Linked DNA regions of Mus musculus: all the other regions are linked to region 3. The links are chromatin contacts, called in public HiCAR-type and HiChIP or PLAC-seq maps. All regions are on one chromosome and are shown on one strand. The core of a region is the stretch at or near the end of the contact, and the rest is flanking DNA. Distances in the headings are between cores, read along the strand shown.

Evidence for each region. HiCAR-type assays count read pairs that join an accessible place to other places. HiChIP or PLAC-seq counts read pairs in DNA pulled down with a chosen protein or histone mark.
Region 1: a HiCAR-type map of neural stem cells shows a contact between it and region 3, with 6 times the contacts expected there. The contact joins the enhancer-like site here to the promoter of Bfar in region 3. A contact is called at or near these places in 7 of 39 promoter capture datasets (the 3T3-L1 cell line, 3T3-L1-derived adipocytes, frontonasal cranial neural crest and 2 more), 3 of 484 Hi-C or Micro-C datasets (CD4 T cells, memory CD8 T cells and muscle stem cells), 10 of 115 datasets of contacts at active chromatin or transcription factors (astrocytes, bone marrow-derived macrophages, embryonic forebrain and 7 more) and 1 of 9 other capture datasets (adipose tissue).
Region 2: a contact with region 3 is called in an H3K27ac HiChIP or PLAC-seq map of bone marrow-derived dendritic cells, with 3 times the contacts expected there. The contact joins the promoter of Abcc1 here to the promoter of Bfar in region 3. A contact is called at or near these places in 4 of 115 datasets of contacts at active chromatin or transcription factors (bone marrow-derived dendritic cells, bone marrow-derived macrophages, extraembryonic endoderm stem cells and 1 more) and 2 of 9 other capture datasets (adipose tissue and liver).

What each region holds. Positions count from the first base shown.
Region 1 is chr16:13,146,883-13,150,819 of GRCm38.p6, reverse strand. It overlaps Ercc4 (excision repair cross-complementing rodent repair deficiency, complementation group 4), which reads right to left. Exons shown (of 11, transcript NM_015769.2): 11 at 1-3,294. The coding sequence ends at 2,561. Among named protein-coding and RNA genes, the nearest start is that of Gm32596, 10 kb to the left of the region's middle. Within about 2 kb of position 2,454, at least 15 of the 459 cell types and tissues checked have an H3K27ac peak or open chromatin away from gene starts, as enhancers often do. A contact at or near this core is called in neural stem cells, where this site is marked.
Region 2 is chr16:14,359,874-14,363,546 of GRCm38.p6, reverse strand. Abcc1 (ATP-binding cassette, sub-family C (CFTR/MRP), member 1) reads right to left here and starts at 1,989. Exons shown (of 31, transcript NM_008576.3): 1 at 1,904-1,989. The coding sequence starts at 1,951.
Region 3 is chr16:13,670,396-13,674,113 of GRCm38.p6, reverse strand. It overlaps Bfar (bifunctional apoptosis regulator), which reads right to left and starts at 2,256. Exons shown (of 8, transcript NM_025976.5): 1 at 2,036-2,256.

The sequences.
Region 1 (3,937 bases), core at 1,205-3,704, 520 kb after region 3:
ATAGCCCTGGCTAACTTGGAACTCACTATATAGAGCAGGCTAGCCTTAAAGTCACAGAGATCCACCTGCCTCTGTCTCCCTAGAGCTGGGATTAGTTAGGGCTGTGGGCTACCAGGTTTGCCTTGATGGCTACTATTAAGGAGGCTATCACCTCATATAGTTCTAAGAACACCAAGAGAGGTGCTTAAGCAAGGATAGTTTCTTTTTTTTCTTTTTTCTTTTTTTTTCTCTTGAGACAGGGTTTCTCTGTGTAGCCCTGGCTGTTCTTGAACTCTGTAGACCAGGCTGGCCTCGAACTCAGAAATCCACCTGCCTCTGCCTCCCAAGTGCTGGGATTAAAGGCATGTGCCACCACTGCCCGAATCAAGGATCATTTCTTATCAAGGCTCTATGTAAGCAGCCGGGAACCACAGTGCAGACCTAGCTTTTAAAAGCTACCTGGGAGCTCATCAGTATCTATAATTTTGAACAACAACAACAACATCAAAGGTAGCAAAATGCTGCTGGGAAACAAAGTCAGATTCTAAAAATGTGTAAAAAAAAAAAAAAGTATCAGAAAACCAAACAACGGATGGATGTGCGGGAAGCCTTCCACCTCTGGCAACGTGTGAGCCTGTCAGCAGAGGAGGGAGTGAGGCAACAGAAGCCCAGCCATGGGTGTCACAGTGAACAGCCGACTCGAGCTGACAGACACGGGAAGCCCGGGGTTACAGATTGCTGCACTAGGTAACAAGGACTGTTTAAAACAATGTCTAGAAGAGCTTTGAAATTTTAACTTTGAACGAAACACCCACCATAGCATGTGCTATGTTAAGATTTTTGTTTTATGGAACAAAACAACAGAAAAGGGAGGCAGAGTTACATGGAGGAGGGGGACTGTTACCGTAAGTAGAAGTGGATGTCTGTGTTCACGAGTTGGGAATGACCACACTGCCCAGTGCGACTCACCAGGCAGTTCTGTCATGGTCCAGAAGGCAAATGCATTTTTAACCCTGGGTGGAAACAAGTAGCTTAGATTCCTTTCCACTGTAAGCTTACTGCTTCATCCTTTCCATTCTCTACCCCTCTCCATCATAAGCTTACTGCTTCATCCTTCCCGTTTTCCATGCCTCCAATAATCGACTATGCCTTGACAGCCCTTGACATTCGTTCCTGAAGGGCTCTGGACAGGATGCTCAGGGGATGTCCTCTTGCATCCTTGGGTTTAACTAACCAAGGACTGGAAATAGAGGAACAACTGATCTCTTCTAAACACGCAGGCTCCGGAGCACAGGGAACCAGCTGTTACCACCTGTCCCGACGCAGTTGCTGTGAGCTTGAAGTTGCTGTGGTTTGAAGTTCACAGGGGGAGGCAGAGGCTATAAGCAAACACCACTGAAGGCCTGCAGCCTGCACAGAATGTACCATCAGAGAGGGTCCTGGAACTATGGATACTGAGGGACAACTATATTGTTAAGTATCAAGAATCATGATGCCAACATATAAGGTTCAGCTCAGAGTGCTTTTGTTAAAGTTGGAGGAGACAGTATTTTTGTTACAAGGTCCACTTTTTTATCAGTTCAGCCAAAGACGGCTGACACGGATGGAATACTCAACCATGTGGCAAGCTAGAATTCACGTGGCATTAGTTCTTGAGGTAGAAACTTTACTGCTTGTCCCTGAACACATAAACAGCTAACGCTTAAGTATCACAGTTTGCAAACATCATGAAGATGCGATGAATCCCATTTTAACACAGAACATCCTGTCTCAATCAATCATGAGATTGGTTTGTGGGCCTTTAAACACCTATGTATTTCTTTTGAATCCTTATGTGTTCTCTGAGCTGATTTACCCATTTATTCACAACCCTATACTAAGAAGGAGAGAAATCTACATCTAGAAGCACCTGGCCCACCTTTGCTCACATCCAGTCCTCACCCAGGAAAGGAGAAGCAGTCAGGACAGGACCACGGGCAGGGCAGAGATGCCCTGTGTGCTTCTGGTATGGCACTGGCATCTAACACCAGTGAAGTGGGGGACACTTAGACTTGTCATTTGGGCTTAGAGTAGGAATTTGGAGCTCAAACACTGAGAAACCAAGAATTCTGAGGAGCCCTTTATTACCTCATCCAATCTTGTCCGTAAGCAATTAATTCTGTGAAAAACACAACCGAGTCACAGTACACGTTACATATACCTGGTGACCAGGAGGCTAGAGGGCTAGCTTGTCTCTGTGTGGGTGGGGAAGAAGCAACAGCAGTCCTGTCTCAGGCCTACCAAGCCCTGTGCAGCCAGTGTTAGGACCATGGTGCAGTGCTTTTACCAGCCTGAAAAGTAAACATAGTCTGTGTTTACTTCAAGGGGCAAGATCTCACCACACCTTATTGAAAATGGATCAGTGCAGGCCTGGCACAGACAGAGCACAGAGGGGTGAGAGCCAGCAAGGGAAGACAGGCCCACACCTCAGTACAGAGCCCAGGGGGAAGTTCTGGCTCTGGACCAATGCCCTGGGGGACATTCCTGGGGGGAAAGAATGAATTGCTATGCAAATGATCAATAAATAGCCATGTGAGAACAGTCACTTTCTCACTCTGCCTTTGGACACCAAGTCTGCATAGGCAGTGTGCAGGAAGTCGTGCAGCTGCTTGGCATTTCCCGAGTGCCCCAGGATGGTTGTGAGTCGTTCCAGGGACAGGGTGGCCAGCTCTGCGATGTTCTTCACTTGGTTCATCAGGGAGCGACAGTTCTTGGCGTTGACCCCAGGCATCTTCAGCACAAAGTCTTGGGGGCCGGGGTTATATCTGTCCGACTCAGGCAGTGTCTCTGAGTCTGCGGTGATGGCCATGGCTGTGGCCGCATCAGGCTGTGGCTTGTTCTGCTTCAGCTCCTCAAACAGCTCGGCTGTGGCGTGGGGTGAGGGGCACCAGAGCAGCCGCAAACGCGGGAAGTGCAAGGTGAGGAGCGTAAGCTTGGAGCTCACATCGCTGCTGCTCATCTCCTGGAAGAAGGCACCTCGTGGCGCCAGGGAGAAGGGCTTGCTCGGGTCAAACTCAATGAGCAGCACAGGCCTCCGGTAGTAGCGAGACATGGCTAGGCACTGGCTGTACAGGCGGCCACTGTGCAGCGAGCCAATGAGGTCGCTCACACTTTTGCGCTCCACACACAGCTCAGGTGTCAGGATGTAATCACCCACCTCCAGAGTCACTGGCTCTATGTCAATACCCCGCCGATGGATCAGAGATGGGAGCTCGCTCCGAAACTCACGCATGTCCACCACGATGCTGGACTGGGTGCCATTCTGCTCCTGGCCACCTACGAAAAGGGGAATTTAGGTCGGGTCACAGGGAAGAGTACTTAGAGACGACTTTGTATAGGTTTAAATGTTTCTGTTGTTAAACTCGGATGAATAGCTATAACACTTTCTATCATTCTAAAAATAGAATTTATAGAGAAAGCAGAGGTAGTTTCCCCCAAATTAAATGGAGTCAATAGGAAAGTTAACTGCTTATAGTTTATGACTTTTAATGGCACACAAACACCTTCTCTCTGGTTCCTCTCTGCCCCCTTATGGAGACTATGTATGTATGTGCTGGGCCTTATATGCAATAAGGCCCTATGTGCAATAAGGGCCAAGAAGACTGCCTTCTGAGCTGCTGCCGTTAACTTTTGGGTCTAGAGATGGGAAAGGGAAGACACTGAGAGCAGCTTCTTACACACTGGTGTGCACACCTGGGGCTATGCTAGCAAGCAGATTCTGAACACGGCAGATGTGGGATCAAAGGCTCAAAAAACTGCATTTTCAACAAACTCCAGGGATGTTAATGCTGTTGCTTTAAGAACAACCTCATTTGGGTATGTGTGTTACCTGTGTGTATATATGTGAGCATGTGTAAGTGAGTTTGTGTGTGTGGCATGTGTGTATGTGTGTAGCTACGTTGAGCCCATATGTGGAGGC
Region 2 (3,673 bases), core at 740-3,239, 690 kb before region 3:
TCCTGCCTCAGCTTTCCCAATGGTGTGATTACAGATAGGTGCACACCAGGCCAACCAACCCACTCTGTTTTGTGTTTGGATTCTCTAGCTACACATAAGTTCTTGCTTGCCAGTGGCCCTCTCACCCATTCTGATTCCAGGACTCCAGAAACAGGGTGTCCATCAAGCCTAGACCAGTGAGAGAGAAGAGGGGCCGAAAGGAAATCTGCAAGATGAGACTTAAGGGAGGATGGGAAGCTGCCTAAGGGGAAGGCCAGCCACCACTACTGCCAAACACAATCCATCCATCTTCATTTTCTGTGGCAAAAAGTTCCAAGAAGGAAAGAACACCAAGTCAGGCTTCTTGGGTAGGCTTTTTAGCATATTAGAAGCTAGAGAATACCTCCCAACATTTCCTAGTCATCACTGCGCAACAATAGGATACATCCAGATGTGAACTGGTGAGAGGCTTGAGGACCTCAGAACCCACACTGTGGAAAGAGAGTTCCACACAAGTCTGATGTGCGCATGTGCCATGGTATGCATACACTCAAACATACACACACACACAATATATGTATGTGTGTGTTATATATATGCAAAAATAAAATATGCAAACTGGTAGAAAATCTAATGTCTACTTCCCCTCCACCATAAGAGAAAAAAGAAATTCAGGAAATACTCCAGCACCCATGTTAGTGACCCAGATCCCCCTGAGTTCTTGCAAAATAACCTCGTTGTCTCTACACTTGGCACAAGGGTAGAGGACACACAGTGTTCCTGTGTGGCAAACAGGCACCTATCTCTTGCAGACTCCCGAATGTAAATCACAAGCTCTGTTTCCAGCTCTGGAGAAACCTCCAACCTCTTGGCTTTAAAATGAACCATTTATCCAAGTATGGTAAGTTTCTCAACCAAAATTGGCACCCTCCTCACCCAAAAGTCTCCCAGGGGGCCTTCAGGGGTCATCATTCCTAATGCAGTCTATCACGGAGGTACCACAAAACAGAACAAATACTTGTGGGCGCTAACCATCAGCTGCTAAGAAACAGGGATGTTTTTCTTGTTTCTCAAACAAAAAGAAAAGTCATTGTGTCCAGGGTTTCCTATTGTAGTCACTAATAATCAGGACAATGTGATGCAGGAGTGTTCTGGAATAACAGGCAAATCGCATTACAGGAACAGCATTACAGGAACACGAAATACACAAGCACTGGAGATTAGAGCAGTCAGCCAGGGAACCCAGCCTAGGATCATTTCACAAGAAAGCTACCTGGAGAGGGCCTGAAGTCCCCGGGACATCCCCAGAGCAGCGGAGTCTCTCTGACTCAGAGTAGAAGGCACTCTCCTGGTTACAGAGTCCAGGGCATTTTCCACTGCACCCCAAACCTACAAAAAGAGACAGAAAGGCCCTTCTCCCCTCTCTTGGCTTTTCCTTATTTCCTTAAAGTTCCCTGATAGCATTTAGGCAGAAAGGAGAGAGGATGAGAAAAAAAAACATGAAGCCAGAGTAAACGAGAGGTAAAACAAACAGTGGGGAACCCCAACACAAGCGATGGGAAGTCCCTTTCTAGAGTCTGGGCTCCTGCACGGTGCTCTATGATAGTGTGTGCGCGGTAAACGGAGATCCTACCCCCACAAAACACAGAAAATCCCCAATTTGCTGCCTCCAGATCTGGCGTCCCTTCCCGATGGCAGAACCCCAAAGCACAGAGGCACCTCCCCGCACACACCCAGCTCTCCCGGAACCCGGTCCCCAGAGTAAGAGAGCGGCGGCTACGCCGGGGCCCGGGTGGCGAATCCCCGCGTAAGCAGAGCAGGGCTCCGGCTAGGGGAGCAGCTGGGTCCGCGCGTCCCAGCGTCCCCCCACGTCCTCCGAGTCCCCGGTCGCCCCCGCGCCGTCCCCCGCGGCCCACCACCTTACCCAGAGTGGATCGGAGCCATCAGCGCTGCAGAAGCTGCGCAGCGCCATGCGGGCGGCCGGCTGAGCGAGGAGGCGCAGCGCCGCGCGGTTGGCCCGCGTCACCGGGATGCAGCCCCGCCCCACCCCGCCCCGCCCCGCGCGTGGGAGCGAGCACGGCCACGAGTTGCCCTGGCCTGGGCCTGCAGGCCTCGTCTGCAGCTCCCACTCACTGGCGGCTCCTAAAGCCGACACGGCCCGGAAGAACCCCGCACTGGGCCCTCCACACCTGGGCTTCATCCCAGGTGACCCTAACTGTACCGCTGGCCCCCCGCTGCGGGAGAACGCTCGGTGCTTGCGTGATTTTAGGGCTTTTTCCTTCAGTTGCACCTGGAGGGATATGGATGTGAGCTCCCAAGAAAGGAAAGAGAACAGATAAGGAAACTGAGGCTCAGAAAGGTGAGGAAATTCGCTCAGAGTCCCTCAACGAGTAGAAGTGTAGTTCGTTTGAATCAGGAGCCCTATGAATCCATTCTAAACACTGAGATCTCCATCCTGAACACCAGTTTGCCACCCCTCCTCCATGGTCTGCAAAGCACCCTGGGAATTTCTCCCATTCTGAGTGCAGCCAGGAAATAACTCATTTCCTTATTACTTGGTATGAGGAATTTGGGGACAGGGTTTCATATAATAACTAAATCTGGCCTCTAAAGCACTATGTAGTAGAGGATGAATGACCCTGAACTTGTGAGCCCCTCTGCCTCCATTTTTTTTTTTTTTTTTTTTAAGACAGACTGAAGTTTCTCTATGAAGCCCCTGGCTGTCCTGGAACTCAATTTGTAAACCAGGCTGGCCTCGAACTCAGAGATCTGCCTGCCTCTGTCTCCCAAGCTCTGGGATTAAAGGTGTGCATCACCTTTCCTCCACTTCTTATTACCCCAGCCACCTGGGGCGCTGACAACAAAACCCAGGCTTCCTCCTAGGTTTTGTTGTCAGCAGGAACCACTCCACCAGCTGAGCTATGTATACCCCTGAAAAAATATTTTAATTTAAAAAGTAATAAAGAAAATGAGTAAGATAAACAATTTTTGAAGGTCAACCACAAGTCAGGTCCCCCTCAGTATGAATAAGAGTTTGGTGGTGGTGGTGGTGGTGGTGGTGGTGGTGGTGGAGGTGGTGGTTGTAGTAACAGCATTTACTTCTATGTGTGTATGTGTGTGGGTGTGTATATAAACTTGTGCTTGTGGAGGTCAGGACAGCCTGGGAGAGTTGTTTTTTGTGGAACTTTGTGGATTCCAGGGAGCTAACTCAAGTCATCAGGCTTGGCAGGAAGTTTCTTTACCTCTGTGAATAAGTTTTTTAAAGATAATTACTTTCAGGTAACAATTCTCAATGCACTGTTACCCATATTTATTGAGCATCTGCTGTATAGCAGGAGTCTTGCTAGGCTCTAGCAAGCTAGCAGCTGGAATATGCTCAGATCTGACAGACGGGAAAGTGGAGCTGTATTTTCATGTGTTTTAGTGATAAGGCAACAGATCTTAATGACATGCTTTCATAATCGGAAAGTGTATTTGAAACTGTTGCAAGATCCAGGAAGGGGATAAAGAGGATCAAGGGGGCCAGGCCTGCTCAGGTAAAAGTCTAGAAGGCTTTCTGAAAGAAAGCTTTTGAGCTAAACACAAGCATGGTTGGGATTCCAGCCTGGGCTGGGCTGTGTCTTGAGCTGAGGAAAGCAGCCTATAAGAAAACTATGAAGCAGCCAAGACTGGTGGTGAACGCCCACGATCTCAG
Region 3 (3,718 bases), core at 1,007-3,506:
TTTCTTCAAATGTTCCTCCTGAAATGACTAAGGTAATGCCATCCTGTTTTGAATGTATTTTGTCTTTCCCTTTTCCGCAACCCAATGTCTGCTTTGGATACCCATTTGAGGTTACATCTAAAATTATGCCCTGCCAGGAATGAAAGTTTACTCTGATCCTCATCTAACTTTGAGGTAAATTAAGGTCTTTGAGGTTTTTGTCTTTAAAAACTCTATCCCTGGGCAGAGGCAGCAAGGGATATTTTCAGAGGCATAAGGCCACTTATGGTCTTGTCATCAATTAAAAGGACTTAAAATTTTTTAACTGGCATAATCAGCATGGTTGTCAATAACTATCTTAAATGGATCATTACACTCCCATCTGTTAAGATTTCTGAGTCAAAAGTATCCACTCACAAGATCCAAACCGTCTTTGATGATTAATCCACTCCAAACCCAAGTTAACTGTGTAAGGTTTATCTGTGTGTTACCTAATCTGGACTATTTGGTAGAGTGTTTGCTGACTGGTTCTATCATCAGCAGTGTATAAACCGGGCATGGTGGCACACACCACTCAGGGAAATCTCTCTTTTGCATAAGTCCAGATTTCTAGACTCAGTTCAAGAGTTTCATTTTCTCCCTTCTCCATTTCCTGCTACTCAATTCAGAAAGCCAGAGAAATCAGAAGTCCAAGAATTATTCTTGGCCAGCCTGGATTACATAAAGCCTTTCTCAACAAATAAAACAAGCCAGGCATGGTGGCATTTAATCCCCACGGGCAGGTGGATTTCTGTGTATTCTCGGCCAGCCTAGTGTGAATTATTGGACAGTCAGGACTCCATAGAGAAACCCTGTCTCAAAATGCACCCCCCCCAATAAACAAACAAAGAACCAAAACCAAAGTTAAGTCTTCAGAGCGAGGCCAACCTGGGCTCCCAATCTGGTCACCCTTTGTTCTCCTCGAGCTTCATTACTTTCCATTTATCAAGCCATACTAATATTATCGCTAAAGGATTGTGGGATTAGATGTCAAACTTCGACCAGGTAAAAAGTTTGCTGACTGATAATAATAGCATTACTAACTGTCACATTTTACTGAATGCTGTTAACAGTGTGGTTAGCATTTATACTGCCAGAGAGAAAGGGGGAAAAGGGTGTGTGTGTGTGTGTGTGTGTGTGAACAGCCTGGACAGAGTACAGCTTTCCCATCAGGTTTATGGACGATATTCCCTGGCATATACCGTGCACTTTGGTCGGGACACATCCAGGCTGTTTATAAAAGAGCACTGACAAAAGTAAATAAAACTTCATCAGCACGTGCAGTCCGTACCTAAAGGTGAAAGGAAAACTCCTTCGCATTGGCCTCTCCTGGTGTGACGTTGGGGCCACTCCAAGGGCGGGCCAATGGGCTTCCGTGGGGAGGACCCAATGGCTCCCACTTTCTCTTCTCAACCAAAGTTAGGGGTTTGCCCCTTGCCCAGTTAAAGGTCCCCAGTTAGACACAGCGTCTCTCTTCTAAAACACACACACACACACACGCTCTCATCAGCACACGATTTTTGAGTCGTGTGTATGGGAATGAGAAGAGCTAAGTTCTAGGTCAGCCTCGGTGTCACTTTGGAGTCTGATGTTCCGTTATCCTCACTTCCCATTATGAAACCCTCTGCCTTGGGACAGGAAGGTGCCTCGGATTTAGCCGACGTGGCGGGCGCCCATAGCCCGCAAGTAAGTGGAAACAAGACCCATCTCTGTCACCACCCCAGGGTCGAGTGGCTCTGACCCAGACCCCGACGCGGGGGAGGACTAGAGACCTGCAGTGGCGTGGGTCTTCGCCTCGTAAGGGAAGGGGCTACGGTCCGCAGCCCTGCTGGGACGCGTCCAGGCCGGGGTGAGGAGGCCCCAGAGCCTGGACCCACCCCGCCAGCGCAGCTCCGGGAGCGGGTTCAGTCCCCGCCAGCGCAGCTCCGGGAGCGGGTTCAGTTCCGTCTCCCGCGCCGCACTCTCAAGCCAAGCGCCCTGCCGGACCATTACCACCCCACACCGTGCCGAAGCTCACCTCGCCACTAGTCCTGGTACCCACTCTGTCACCGCCACCTGCCAGGACCCCGCGGAAGTAGAGGACAAGGCTTCGCTTCCGGAAATAACCTGGGCCTAGGGGCCGACTACGATCAGCTCCCGCAACCATAGAGGAGAGACCTCTTTATGCTCTCAACCCCGTGCGACCTCCGGCTGCCTAGAGCGGCTGCTCTAGGGGCATGCGGGCGCATGCGCACCAACGCGACCCGCCCCTTCCTTTTCGTCCGAGCCAAGCACAGAAGTCACCGCCCCAGGTCTGGAGGTTCCAGCTGGATTGCGTTCCCGTATTTAGCTAGCTTTATTCAGCCATCAAAGTCTCCCACAGTGCCCGAATGCATCGTAATAGATCTTAACTTCACATTTATGAAGAAAACCACAGAAGCAGTCCTTAAAGTTTTATTTATAGAGTCGGAATTTGGGGTAAAATGGCGTTATCACATTTACTCCGCAGCTACCCACCTTGATCTAGATCTGTTGAGAACTCAATGGTACTATGTTTTCAATCTATGACGTTGTGAGACCATGCTTGGCAGGATGATCTTTGTGAGTTCGAAGCCAGTCTAGTCTACGGAGTGAATTCCAAGACAGTCAAAGCTACATAGTGAAACTTAACCAAAGAAAGAAAAAGTTCCTGTTTCTCAGTTCTGATTTAATAAACTGTTTGCAACCCCATTCACATGTACGTGCCCTCGTTCCTTCCCTTTCATTGTATCTTTATAAAAACGTGTTAATAGCCAACTCGGGTTTTGTTTGTTTGTTTGTTTGTTTGTTTGTTTTCGAGACAGGGTTTCTCTGTATAGCCCTGGCTGTCCTGGAACTCACTTTGTAGACCAGGCTGGCCTCAAACTCAGAAATCCACTTGCCTCTGCCTCCCAAGTGCTGGGATTAAAGGCATGCGCCACCAGACCCGGCAATAGCCAACTCTTTAAACAACTCTTTAAACTCTTATCTCCTATAAGCCAGCAGAGGCTGCTCTCTCAAAACCCGATTTAGGAGGAGACAGTCAGTTAGCCTAGGTGTACCCCCCAAATACAGCTTGCTTTAATTGGACAATCATTGATTTGATCTTTCAAAATTTTAACATCTCTACGTTGTTGGAGATGGGGCTGGGAATGAAGCTCAGTTGGTACACTGCTTGACTAACATACCAAGCTGTGCTGAGTTCGATCCCAGTAGCATATAAACGAACTGGGCTCGGTGGCACACCTGTAATCCCCAAACGAGGCAAGGAGTAGGCAAGAGGATTCGAAGTTGAAGGCTGTCAGGCATGGTAGCGCTTTAACCCCAGAATTCAGGAAGCAGAGGCAGGATCTCTGTGAGTTCGAAGCCAGCCTGGCCTACAAAGTGAGTCCTCTTAAGACTGCCAGGGCACTGTTGTACAGAGAAGCTCTGTCTTGAAAAAGAAAAAAAAGTTTAAGACTATGGAGACTTAGCTATGGAATGAGTTTGAGATCAGCCACCTCTAAAGGAATAAATGAGAGTGTTCTTTTCAAGTTGGTAAAGAGTAAAACTGATTTGTGCTAGCAGAATTTACTTTCTAGAGAGTGATCTAGTAAAGGTAGAAACCTTTTTTTCTTCATTGTGATAACAGATACATAACAGAATTTACCATTTAAGATTATTTTTCCTTATTAAGACACAGCCCTGGGCTGGTGAGATGGCT